Regions from separate parts of the Sus scrofa genome. Here regions 1 and 2 are each linked to region 3. Evidence: chromatin contacts called from public HiChIP or PLAC-seq data. All regions are on one chromosome and are shown on one strand. The core of a region is the stretch at or near the end of the contact, and the rest is flanking DNA. Distances in the headings are between cores, read along the strand shown.

Region 1 (3,473 bases), core at 809-3,308, 200 kb after region 3:
CATTTTTGAATTGTGGGAATTTAGGTATAATTTTTAAAAACTAATCTCAGTATGTTTGCATGTAGTCTTTGGTTATTAAAGAGGACTGTGCAATGTAGGTTTTGAAGAAATATAATAAAGATGGACATCTTCTCACATTCGTGATGTGTGTGGTGGTTATCAGTCTGCTTTGCCTGTTTGCTGTCAAATGAGATATTGTTAATGGGGTTGTGATTATTCGACTACATTCCTTAACTCTGAAAAATAATCCTGAGTTACTTTCCACATAGAAAAAAAGATAGAAGATTAGGTGGATCCTGGCTAGAGTCTTAGAGTAGGAAACAAGGAGAAGATACTGAAGGAGAGAAATAAGAGTAGAAAAAAAAATGGAAGAAAGTACTATGGGTACCTAAATAATAAACCAAAATTCAAAATGAAGGAACGGTGACTCTGTCACCAACCCCAGGTTTAGCTGCTCATTGTTAAAGAATCCAATACTGAGAAACAAGTGTTGGGTAAAAGGAAAGAGCTTTATTGCAGAAGCTGGCAATCCTGGGGAGAAGGTTGACTCATGTCCCAAAGAACCAACTCCCCCCTCCCCAGGTTTTGTTAAGAAATTACGTAGGAAACAGAGGAAGGGGCTACATGCTGAGGAGAGTGTTGTGGGGGGTGCATGATCAGCCCACGGACATTCTTCTGACTGGTTGGTGGTGAGGTAACTGGAAGTCAACATCAACACCTTTCTGATTCCACTTGGTCTGGGGTTTACATGCTTATGGGCAGCATACAGTTGGCTTCTTCCACCTGGTGGGGACTTCAGTATCTGCAAAATAGCTCAAATGATATGGCTCAGAATATTATCTACAGCCTTTGAGGCGGAAATAAAGTCCTTGACTTTGTTTAATGGCTAAAGTATTATTATTTTGTCTTACACGACTGTTTTCCTTTGTTTTTGCATTTTCTCACTTCTTGGTTTAAAATTATTCTTTGCAACTTGGGGAAGGCCAAGGAGGCTAAAGATTTTCTACAAACAACTACAAAGCAGGCAGAGGACATTGGGGTGGGGTGGGGTGGGGTGGGGAAGAGGGGCTGTTGAGGAAAGACCACACAGGATCCTGCTCAGTTACAACTAACTGAGATGTACTTTCCTGGAACTGATCCCTGGCAAGTGAACACACATGCACAAAAGAACACACAGAATTACTGTTTTGGGAATTCCGTCGTGGCGCAGTGGTTAACGAATCCGACTAGGAACCATGAGGTTGCGGGTTCGGTTCCTGCCCTTGCTCAGTGGGTTAGCTCGTTGCCACGAGCTGTGGTGTAGGTTGCAGACTCGGCTGGGATCCCGCGTTGCTGTGGCTGTGGTGTAGGCGGTGGCTACAGCTCCGATTCAACCTAGCCTGGAACTCACATGCCTGAGCGGAAATAGCAACAACAACAACAACAACAACACAAGAATTACTGTTTTTGTTTTTCCTTGGGCACCTCGCGGGGCATACTGAGGTTCCCAGGCTAGGGGTCCAATCAGAGCTGTAGCCGCCGGCCTACACCGCAGCCACAGCAATGTGGGATCCGAGCCGCGTCTGCAACCTACACCACAGCTCACGGCAATGCCGGATCCTCAACCCACTGAGCAAGGCCAGGGATCGAACCCTCAACCTCATGGTTCCTAGTCGGATTCGTTAACCACTGAGCCACCACGGGAACGCCCCTTTTTCCTTTATTTATCATATTTGTATGTAGCTACTGATTTTAAGCCTTAAATACTCAAGGTATGGAAAAGATTAGGGCACCAGGTCCCAATCAGGCAAGACACCTAGAGAAGAGGTGACATTACAGACGTTCCCTTAAATTAAAGGGACCCTGATTCCCTGGTCCGGGAGGCCAATGCTCTCAGCACAGCATCGCTTAACCTCCAGTTGAGGTGAAGACATTTACGACGTTCCCTATCTTGACGGAGCGGAGACTTATGGGCAATAGAGTCCTGGAGCTTGTCTGGCTCCCCGCTGCGGGCCCTGCCAGGCGGACTTCCGGCGCCCTGCTGTGTTTGTGCGCCTCGCCCTGGGTGCGTGTTCGCGCACGCGCACCAGCGCCGCGCCGCGCCGCGCCGCGCCGCAGTCGCTTCCTGTCGGTGCCCAGGTCACAGCTGTCCCTCGTTCCCAGTCTCTGGCCTCTGGCGGGCGAGGATTCCCGGCCTGCGGCCTGGGCCGGAGGAGTCTGGAGGGCGGCGGTGCAGGGGCGGCGGAGCCCGGGCCGACCGGCTTCAGCACGCGGCACACTGAGGCCCCCGAAGGCCGATTTGGGCTCCGGGAGGGAGTTCGCCTGAAGGGAGCCTGTGTTGTAGGCCCAGAACCGGCCCTTCGGGCCCAGCGGCCTCCAGAGGCGGAGAGGAGGAACCCAGGGAAAGGAGCTCGCCGGAGGGGCAGCCCCTGGCCCGGAGCCTCGGGAGCTCGGGGCGGGTCAGCGAGTCCCAGGGGGTAAGTCTTGCGTCTGGGGGCCTCCGGGCATTGGTCGACCCTGACGCCAAAGCGGGGTTGAGGGGCGCTCTCCCCGGGCCACCCAAGAGAGCGAGCGGGAGAGTTTGACCGCTACCCGGAGATGGAGGGGGCGGCTGTCCCAGATGGGCGCTCCCTTAGGACTTGGGAGTTCTGGGTGTCCTGGGGGATTGGGGGCTACACACCCCTCCTCCTCCCGTCCTCTCGGGATTCCGCCGGGTCTCTAAAGGCCCATCAGCATCTTGGTTCTGTAACCTAAGTGTCCGCTGACTCCCCTGGGTTCTGCCCTGTAGAACCACACAGTGGGGTGCAGGATGAGTCTGCGAGGCATCTGTCCTGCCTCCTCGGTTGAGGGTGGAGGAGATTGGGCATGAGAAGGGAGATTCTTGTGCCAGGTCACCGGGTCTGTAGGTGGGATTGGTAACAGGACTCAAACTTCCAGGCCAGTGTTCTGTCCACTGTATTAGAGTTTTCTTAATTAAAAACTTTTAAAGTGCCAAGGTAGCCAAGTTCAGTCAGATAATGTACACAACAATACTGTGCTTTGATGCACAGTTATCCCACTTTTGAGAGCTCACATTCTCTGTTCCTGTGGAATCTTTGATTTTAACCGATTTTTTTTTTTTTTTTTTTTTTTTTTGGCCATTTCTTGGGCCGCTCCTGCGGCATATGGAGGTTCCCAGGCTAGGGGTCCAATCGGAGATGTAGCCACCTGACTACGCCAGAGCCACAGCAACGTGGGATCCGAGCCGCGTCTGCAACCTACACCACAGCTCACGGCAACGCCGGATCCCTAACCCAGTGAGCAAGGCCAGGGACCGAACCTGCAACCTCATGGTTCTTAGTCGGATTCGTTAACCACTGCGCCACGACGGGAACTCCCCTAAGCGATTTTTTTTTATTTTTTATTTTTTATTTTTATTTTTTAGGTTCTTGTGCCGAGGGCATGCAGAAGTTCCAGGGTCAGGGCTTGAACCCACACCACAGCAGTGACTGGAG
Region 2 (3,192 bases), core at 189-2,688, 160 kb before region 3:
AGTTGGGTTCTTAACCCACTGTGCCACCGCAGAAACTCCTGGAAACACATTTTTATTTTGGAATAATTGCAAGTTAAAAATGCTTAAAAAGGAGGAGTTCCCGTTGTGGCACAGTGGAAACGAATCCGACTAGGAACCACGAGGTTGTGGGTTTGATCTCTGGCCTCGCTCAGTGGGTTAAGGACCTGACGTTGCCATGAGCTGTGGTGTAGGTCGCAAACGCGGCTCAGATCTGGTGTCGTGTGGCTGTGGTGTAGGCCGGCAGCTGTAGCTTCGATTAGACCCCTAGCCTGGGAACCTCCATATTTCCCGGAAGCGGCCCTAAAAAAGACAAAAGACAAAAAAAAAAAAAAAAAAAGATACTTGGACAAACGCGTTCATCCCAGCCTTGTGTCTGAAAATAGAGACACTGGTTATATATAAAGTAAGGTATATGTGCCTAATGGAACCAAGAGGAAGCCGTGATGACAAATGTTTTAACAGGGACTCAGTAGCATTTCCCAATTTCGCCTAAGTCATGTTCATTACGTATATAAAGATGCAACTAGGAGTTCCCGTCGTGGCGCAGTGGTTAACGAATCCGACTAGGAACCATGAGGTTGCGGGTTCGGTCCCTGCCCTTGCTCAGTGGGTTAACGATCCGGCGTTGCCCTGAGCTGTGGTGTAGGTTGCAGACTCGGCTCGGATCCCGCGTTGCTGTGGCTCTGGCGTAGGCCGGCGGCTACAGCTCCGATTCGACCCCTAGCCTGAGAACCTCCATATGCCGCGGGAGTGGCCCAAGAAATAGCAAAATGACAAAAAACAAAACAAAACAAAAAGATGCAACTAGATTGAAATACGCCAAAATATTTGCACTTTAATGGTCCGCTAACAGAGCATTATGTCCAGAACTTTGGTGCAAAGCATTAAAACCTAGCAAACAGTCAACACATTACAAACAGTGAATTACAAATAATCAGAATATGCCTAAGAGGAACAAAGTTCAACACATTTTTGGCTGAATGAACATTGGTTATCTCCGAATACGGTGCCGGCGACGCTCTTCGTTACAGTTTTCAATTCCGAATTTTCTAGAAGGACCTTGCCAACATCCCCTAAGTTGGAAGTGTCACTAAAAAGGGGGGCTCCCATGCCCCTCATGCCCTCGGACGGTCTCGGGCGCGAGTCGATGTGGGGGAAGCCGAGACCCCTCCCGCGGCGGAACCCCTCCCGCGGCGGAACCCAGGCGGGGAGGGCGGGGCCCGGACCGCGTTCCAGGCGCACCAAGATGGCGGCCGGCGCGCCCCGCGTTCGGAGCCGAGCGCTCCCGAGCGTTCCCGAAGCCGACAGGAACCTCGGGAGCCGCGCGGGTGGGATCGGCCCCGCCCCGGAGTCTGGGAGCGGCGGCGCCGGGCGGGGGAGGGGAGGCCGGATGTGAGTGGAGCGGCCATTTCCTGTTTCTCTGCAGTTTTCCCCAGCTTTGGGTGGTGGCTGCTGCTGGGCTCCCGCTTCCCGTCGGCGGAGGGCGAGGCGGCGTGGACCGCGGCCCCGGCACCCCGCGCCCTGCCGCCCGCAGCCGCGCGCCCGCCCGCCCGCCGCGCCCCGAGCTCCGAGCTCCTCGCCTCAGTGCCCGGCCGCCGCCGCCGCCGCGGCCCAGCGAGCGGCCCAGATGCAGGCCATCAAGTGTGTGGTGGTGGGAGACGGGTGAGTGCGCGGGCCTGGCCGGGGCCGGGGGCCGGGGGCCGGGGGGCCGGGGGGCCGGGGGCGGGCGGGCGCCGCGGGCTCGCGCGGGGCCTGGCCGGGCCTCTCCGGGGCGGGGGTCGCGGGCCGCCCCCTCTCGGGACCCGGCGGCGCGCGCGCCTGGTTCCGGCTTTTTTTGGGTGGGGGAGGGAGGGAATCGGCGAGCGGCGGCTGGAGGGAAAACTGAACTCCACCCTCCCGCTTTCTCGCAGGCCGGCTGACCGCCCGGCCGAACCCGCCCAGCGCCTCGCCGCCACCCTCCCTCCGTGGCCCGTAGATTGGGTGGGTTTAGGGAGTTGCCTTTCTTGGTGTTTCCATGAAGCTCTCGAGCCGCAGGGAGAACCTCGGTGGGTCCCTGCGGTCCCAGGTCGGTCGTGTTGGAGGACTGTGTACACGGGCTGCTTTGGGGACCCTAGGCGGATCTGCTGGGGGGTGCCTTCCGCCTGTACTTTGCCACTTTTCTGATTTTCTTAAGTGATGCTGTTTGCTATTAAGGTGGAGAAACTTTGCAGATTTCTAGCTGCGAGGAGCTGGGTGCGATTAAGACTGTTCTTTTCTCTGAACGTGGTGTAGTCAAAAAGAAAAAAAAGAAAAGAAAAAGCTGGCTCTGCGTTCGCTCCTGCGTTGGGTATGGCATGTAGCAGAACTGGCTCCTGGGCCGAGCTGTCCTGTGACTCAAGGCATTTCTTTTCATTACAGCCTGTGGTGGTTACAGGCCCTAGAGGAAGACAAGACTTGTCTTATGCAGTTTTTTTTTTTTTCTCCTCTGGAAACAAGAATCTCAGTGTAATCCGAGCAAAATTGTGTGTCTCAGCCTTGCTCAAGTAGAGGAGCCTTCTAACAAGGAAGCTCCAAGAATTACTGCCAGTTTTCAGCAAACTCCGAATGCAACTGGTACATATTTCGAGTCTTGTCGAGTAGAAGGAAGAGTTCTGGCTTCACTATACCCCAAAGTCGTCGTTAGGACTGGTGCTGCTTTTATGCCTCTTGGTGAATGTGTGCGTTTTTTGTTTTATTTAGATCATTGCCAATAAAACGTTTGAAATTGTTCCTATAACTAATTCCGATCCATGAAGGACAGTTAGAGAACTGATTTTTTTTTTTTTTTAAAGATGCTCTCTGTATGATTTGTCAGGCTTACAGATGTGAAGCTTGGTAGTTCTAGCTTTATCAGTAGAAATTGTAAGTTTCCCCTACCTAGGAACCTGTATGGAACTTTTTTTTTTAACCCTTTGAAAGAAAGCTTTAATGGAGGAGGTGTTAACTGGGGGAATGGTGAAATTAGTAAATTTGTTTAAATGAAATTTTGATCCTTTTGCTACTGAATTAAACATGTCCCTTTGTCTTGGCATTTTAAATTGTCTGGATTTCCTTTAAAAACTAAAAATGCTGCATCAGCAATGTTTAGAACTTGAAATAATACTATTTTTTAAGAAAGTCAGATTGCTAATAATGTTTTATCTAATTCTAGGA
Region 3 (3,536 bases), core at 917-3,416:
CAGTTCACTCATCAGAATGTATGTATTAAAGGAACTGATCTATGAAATATTGGCAAGGGTTTGGAGAAATGGGCTCTCTCACATATGTGTAGCCGAGGCGCAATTTAGTAGTATTTATTAAAATTAAAAATGCCCATGTATTCTGTGGCCCAGAAATTCTACTTCCTGTAGCTGTCCTAGAAAAATAGACCTATTTGTGGGTGATGAAGTCAGGGAGGTATTTCCACTGCAGCCCTGTTTGTGACAGCAGAAACTGAAATTAACCGAAATGTTTAGTAATAGGAAATTATATTAAAGGTTGCAAACTGGCAGCCCATGGACTAAATTTGTCCTGCGGGTGTGTTGTGTTTAACCGGAATGGTGTTTCATAATCTTGAATTAGTTGCCAACGGAAATTAGATTTATGTCATAAAAATCTAGATTTTTCAAATACTCCTAAAACACTGGAATTCAAGTGGACAGTCCTTTGGTCTGTATAAATATCTACTTCCGCTTAGGACAAAACACACCTGTTCCACATTGTCACTTTGCTGGTTTGTTATCTGCAAATCCCCTGTAGGCCCTTGAGTTTGGACCCTGACAGCTGAGTTATGGCTCAGTTAAATACTGAAATGCATATAATGAGATAAACACAATATCATACATCTATATGTAGTGGTGTGGAAAGATCACCAAGATATATTGTTGGGTGCAAAAAATAAAGACGTAGAACCACTATGTATAAAATAATCCTGTTTTGGTAACCAATAAATTATATATTCGTATATTTACACAAGAATGTAAGCTCTGAAGCTCAGAGATTTTTATCTGTTTTATTGCTATGTTCCAGTGCCTAAAAGAGTGCCTGGCATATACCGGTACTAAATACATGTCTTGAATAAGTACATATATAGAAATGTGTAAAAGTGTTGGGAGATACACACTAAATGATTAATTCTGTCAAGGGGCTGAGATTCGGGAGGGGTGATGATCAAGGGAGATTTCTGGTTTTGTTTCATATAGTTTGACTCTTACCAGGATAACATAATATCGTATTGGTTGCATACGTTTTTAAAAATGAAAGAAAAGTGGCCCAGCACAAAATACCCTAGGGGACCAACCAAGATTTAAAGTTAGGCTCAACTGAAACCATCCAGAGAAAAACAAATGGGGATAAAAATAAAGTTCTGCATTTATGAGGGAAGAAAGTTAATCAAAATACTTAACCACCAGCTCAGAATTAACCAGCAGGGTGATGAGTCAGCTGAGACACGACGAAATCCAGCCCCTCTGAATAGGTGATGAGGTTCCATCCATAACCACAGGGTTCCCTGGTGGTATCACATTTTCTGGTTTTTGCTTTTTGTTTTTCAGTTCTGTGTCCACAAGTTCATGCAGGCCTTTTACCTAATGTATCAGAAGGTGCCCGGGTTGGTATGTTTTTAAAAAAGGACTTAAGAAGCTGGGGTAGGCAGCAAAAAAACAGGAAGAGCGGGGCGCTTTAATGCTCGTGTTTGGAGATCAGACATTACTTCTCAAAGGGAGGACTGGCCTGGCTCAGTGACAAGCAGCTGTTCAGAGGCCTTTGAGAATAGGTGGTCTCAGCAGATTCGGAGGCGTTCGGGGCAAATGAACACCCCACAGGGGACTTCTCAATGCTGTGTTTGGAAGCAGCTCTTCTCTAGGTTCAACTATCACTCAACAGCCCTCTCTCTTATTCCCCAGGTTTGGAGTCAAGCGATTGTCATGCTCCCAGGAGCAGTATGTTCACAGCTGTGCCGAGACAGCAGGAGTGAAGACACTGGGACGGTTCGGACAGATCCCAGCGGTGTGACTGGCAGAACGCAAAGCAAGCTGTTCACCACGAAGACAGTGTCCGAGCCCCGCAAGTGTGCCCGCTCTGGGCCGCCGGGGCCCCTGCTCGGCTAGGAGCCGGGCTCTGACTGGGCTCTACCCAGGCCGCTGGGCGGCACCTTCCGCTCCACAACCTCGGCGTTCTGGCCACACAGGCCTAGAAGATTCCCAGCAACAGTTCTGTAAAACTGGACCTCCCAGCGGTCACACCTGACCGCGGTCTGGAGGAGCCCCAGCGGGAAGCGACAGTCACCGTCGAAGGGGCGGGACGAACGCGACAGGCCCCGCCCCACAGCCCTCCGCGGCGTTCCACCGGAAGTCGGGCTAGATCCCCCCTTCCAGCGTCGCGTGTGACGTCACGATTCCGCCGGAAGTCTGGGGACGCGCCCTAGAGGCGCTGGCGGGGTGCAGTTGGCGGTTGGCGGATCCCGGCGGTAAGTCCGCCTCTGCTAGCTTTTAGGTACCCCTGCTGGCTCAGGGGGGTTGGTCTCCCTGTCTGACCCGCCCTTCCCCCTTTTGTGTGGGGCTGCAGCTCCGCCTTCGCCCCGCCCGGCGCCCGGACACCTCCAGTGTTCCCTGTAATCTTGTCTCACCCGTCCCGGGTTCCAGCTCCCCGGGGAAGCACGGGCCAGGCCCACCTGCTGGAATCTTCGGACCAAGAGTATCCTTGGAAATGCCTTTCTGTTGGGTCCCCAGCGGGAACTCCTCAGGCATAGGAATAAACACCAGAGATCCAGAAGCTCCCAATTAGCTTTTCCACTCGAAATCTCATAACTCTGTTCACCTTGCGGGGTCTCAACAGCGCCCCCCCCCCCAACTTTCAGATTCTTTTCCACACTGTATTCAGCCCCTGACTCCTAGCCTGTCACGTTATGTGAATGTCGAATTGATGTCTCTGCAGCCCGATCCAGTCTCCTAGAGGAATCATGTCTCCTGAAGTTTTGGGTGCCACCTGTTGTGCCAGGCGTACGCCGCTGCACAAGAGGAGATGCCATTTGAATTCTCAGTGAATGTTCGAAGGAGGAATGTCCGAACTGCCGGCTGAAAGCTATGCAAACAAAATAAATATATAGGCTGGGGATCCTGAATCACCTCGTGAGAATTGCTGCTCTTTGTTTCCTATCTTATCTCATGAAGAGTTTTTACGTTTAGCTATCTCAGTTGGAAGTCCCTCCCAGAATATTTGCTAAGGCCAAAAGTAACTGTTTCCAGTTTATTAACACAGGTCTGTGTCTTGGCCTTGGTCCCTGTGGGTGATGCCGGGTTGTTGTGGTCACCGTCCTGGAAGGATGTTTTTTGGGACGCCATGCCTTATTCTGGCTGTGGGCCCCTGACTGCCCCTAGTGGATGCTTCTTCCAATAGTATCGTCAGCAAATTCTTTAGGGGTACATTTTGTATCAAGGTCCTTGAGAATATTTATATTTGGGAAAGTAAAAGAATGATTTATTGCTGGAGCAGGGGAGGCAAGTGCATTTTGCATATTATTCCCCTCAAATGTTGGTATTTTCAGGCAGGAGATGCTGCAGAGCAGACCGCAGTGGTTTGATTAGGAAACTTTTGAAGGAGGACCAGCTGGGAAGCCCCATTGACAGTGTGTGGTTTTTTTTTTTTTTTTTTTGCCTTTTCTGGGGCTGCTCCCGCAGCATATGGAGGTCCCCAGGCTATGGGTCCAATCGGAGCCGCAGCCGCAGCCACCGGCCTA

Evidence for each region. HiChIP or PLAC-seq counts read pairs in DNA pulled down with a chosen protein or histone mark.
Region 1: an H3K27ac HiChIP or PLAC-seq map of skeletal muscle shows a contact between it and region 3. The contact joins the promoter of RBAK here to the promoter of ZDHHC4 in region 3. A contact is called at or near these places in 1 of 5 promoter capture datasets (liver) and 2 of 2 datasets of contacts at active chromatin or transcription factors (alveolar macrophages and skeletal muscle).
Region 2: an H3K27ac HiChIP or PLAC-seq map of alveolar macrophages shows a contact between it and region 3. The contact joins the promoter of RAC1 here to the promoter of ZDHHC4 in region 3. A contact is called at or near these places in 1 of 47 Hi-C or Micro-C datasets (heart right ventricle) and 1 of 2 datasets of contacts at active chromatin or transcription factors (alveolar macrophages).

The regions. Positions count from the first base shown.
Region 1 is chr3:4,438,528-4,442,000 of Sscrofa11.1, reverse strand. RBAK (RB-associated KRAB zinc finger protein) reads left to right here and starts at 2,058. Exons shown (of 5, transcript XM_021086052.1): 1 at 2,058-2,456. It overlaps LOC100520556 (speedy protein E4-like), which reads left to right. Exons shown (of 7, transcript XM_005653055.3): 7 at 1-120.
Region 2 is chr3:4,801,756-4,804,947 of Sscrofa11.1, reverse strand. RAC1 (ras-related C3 botulinum toxin substrate 3 (rho family, small GTP binding protein Rac3)) reads left to right here and starts at 1,438. Exons shown (of 6, transcript NM_001243585.1): 1 at 1,438-1,683. The coding sequence starts at 1,649.
Region 3 is chr3:4,642,372-4,645,907 of Sscrofa11.1, reverse strand. It overlaps ZDHHC4 (a long non-coding RNA gene), which reads left to right and starts at 2,166. Exons shown (of 8, transcript XR_002342216.1): 1 at 2,166-2,267; 2 at 2,735-2,928. LOC110259843 (a long non-coding RNA gene) reads right to left here and starts at 2,071. Exons shown (of 4, transcript XR_002342218.1): 1 at 1,207-2,071.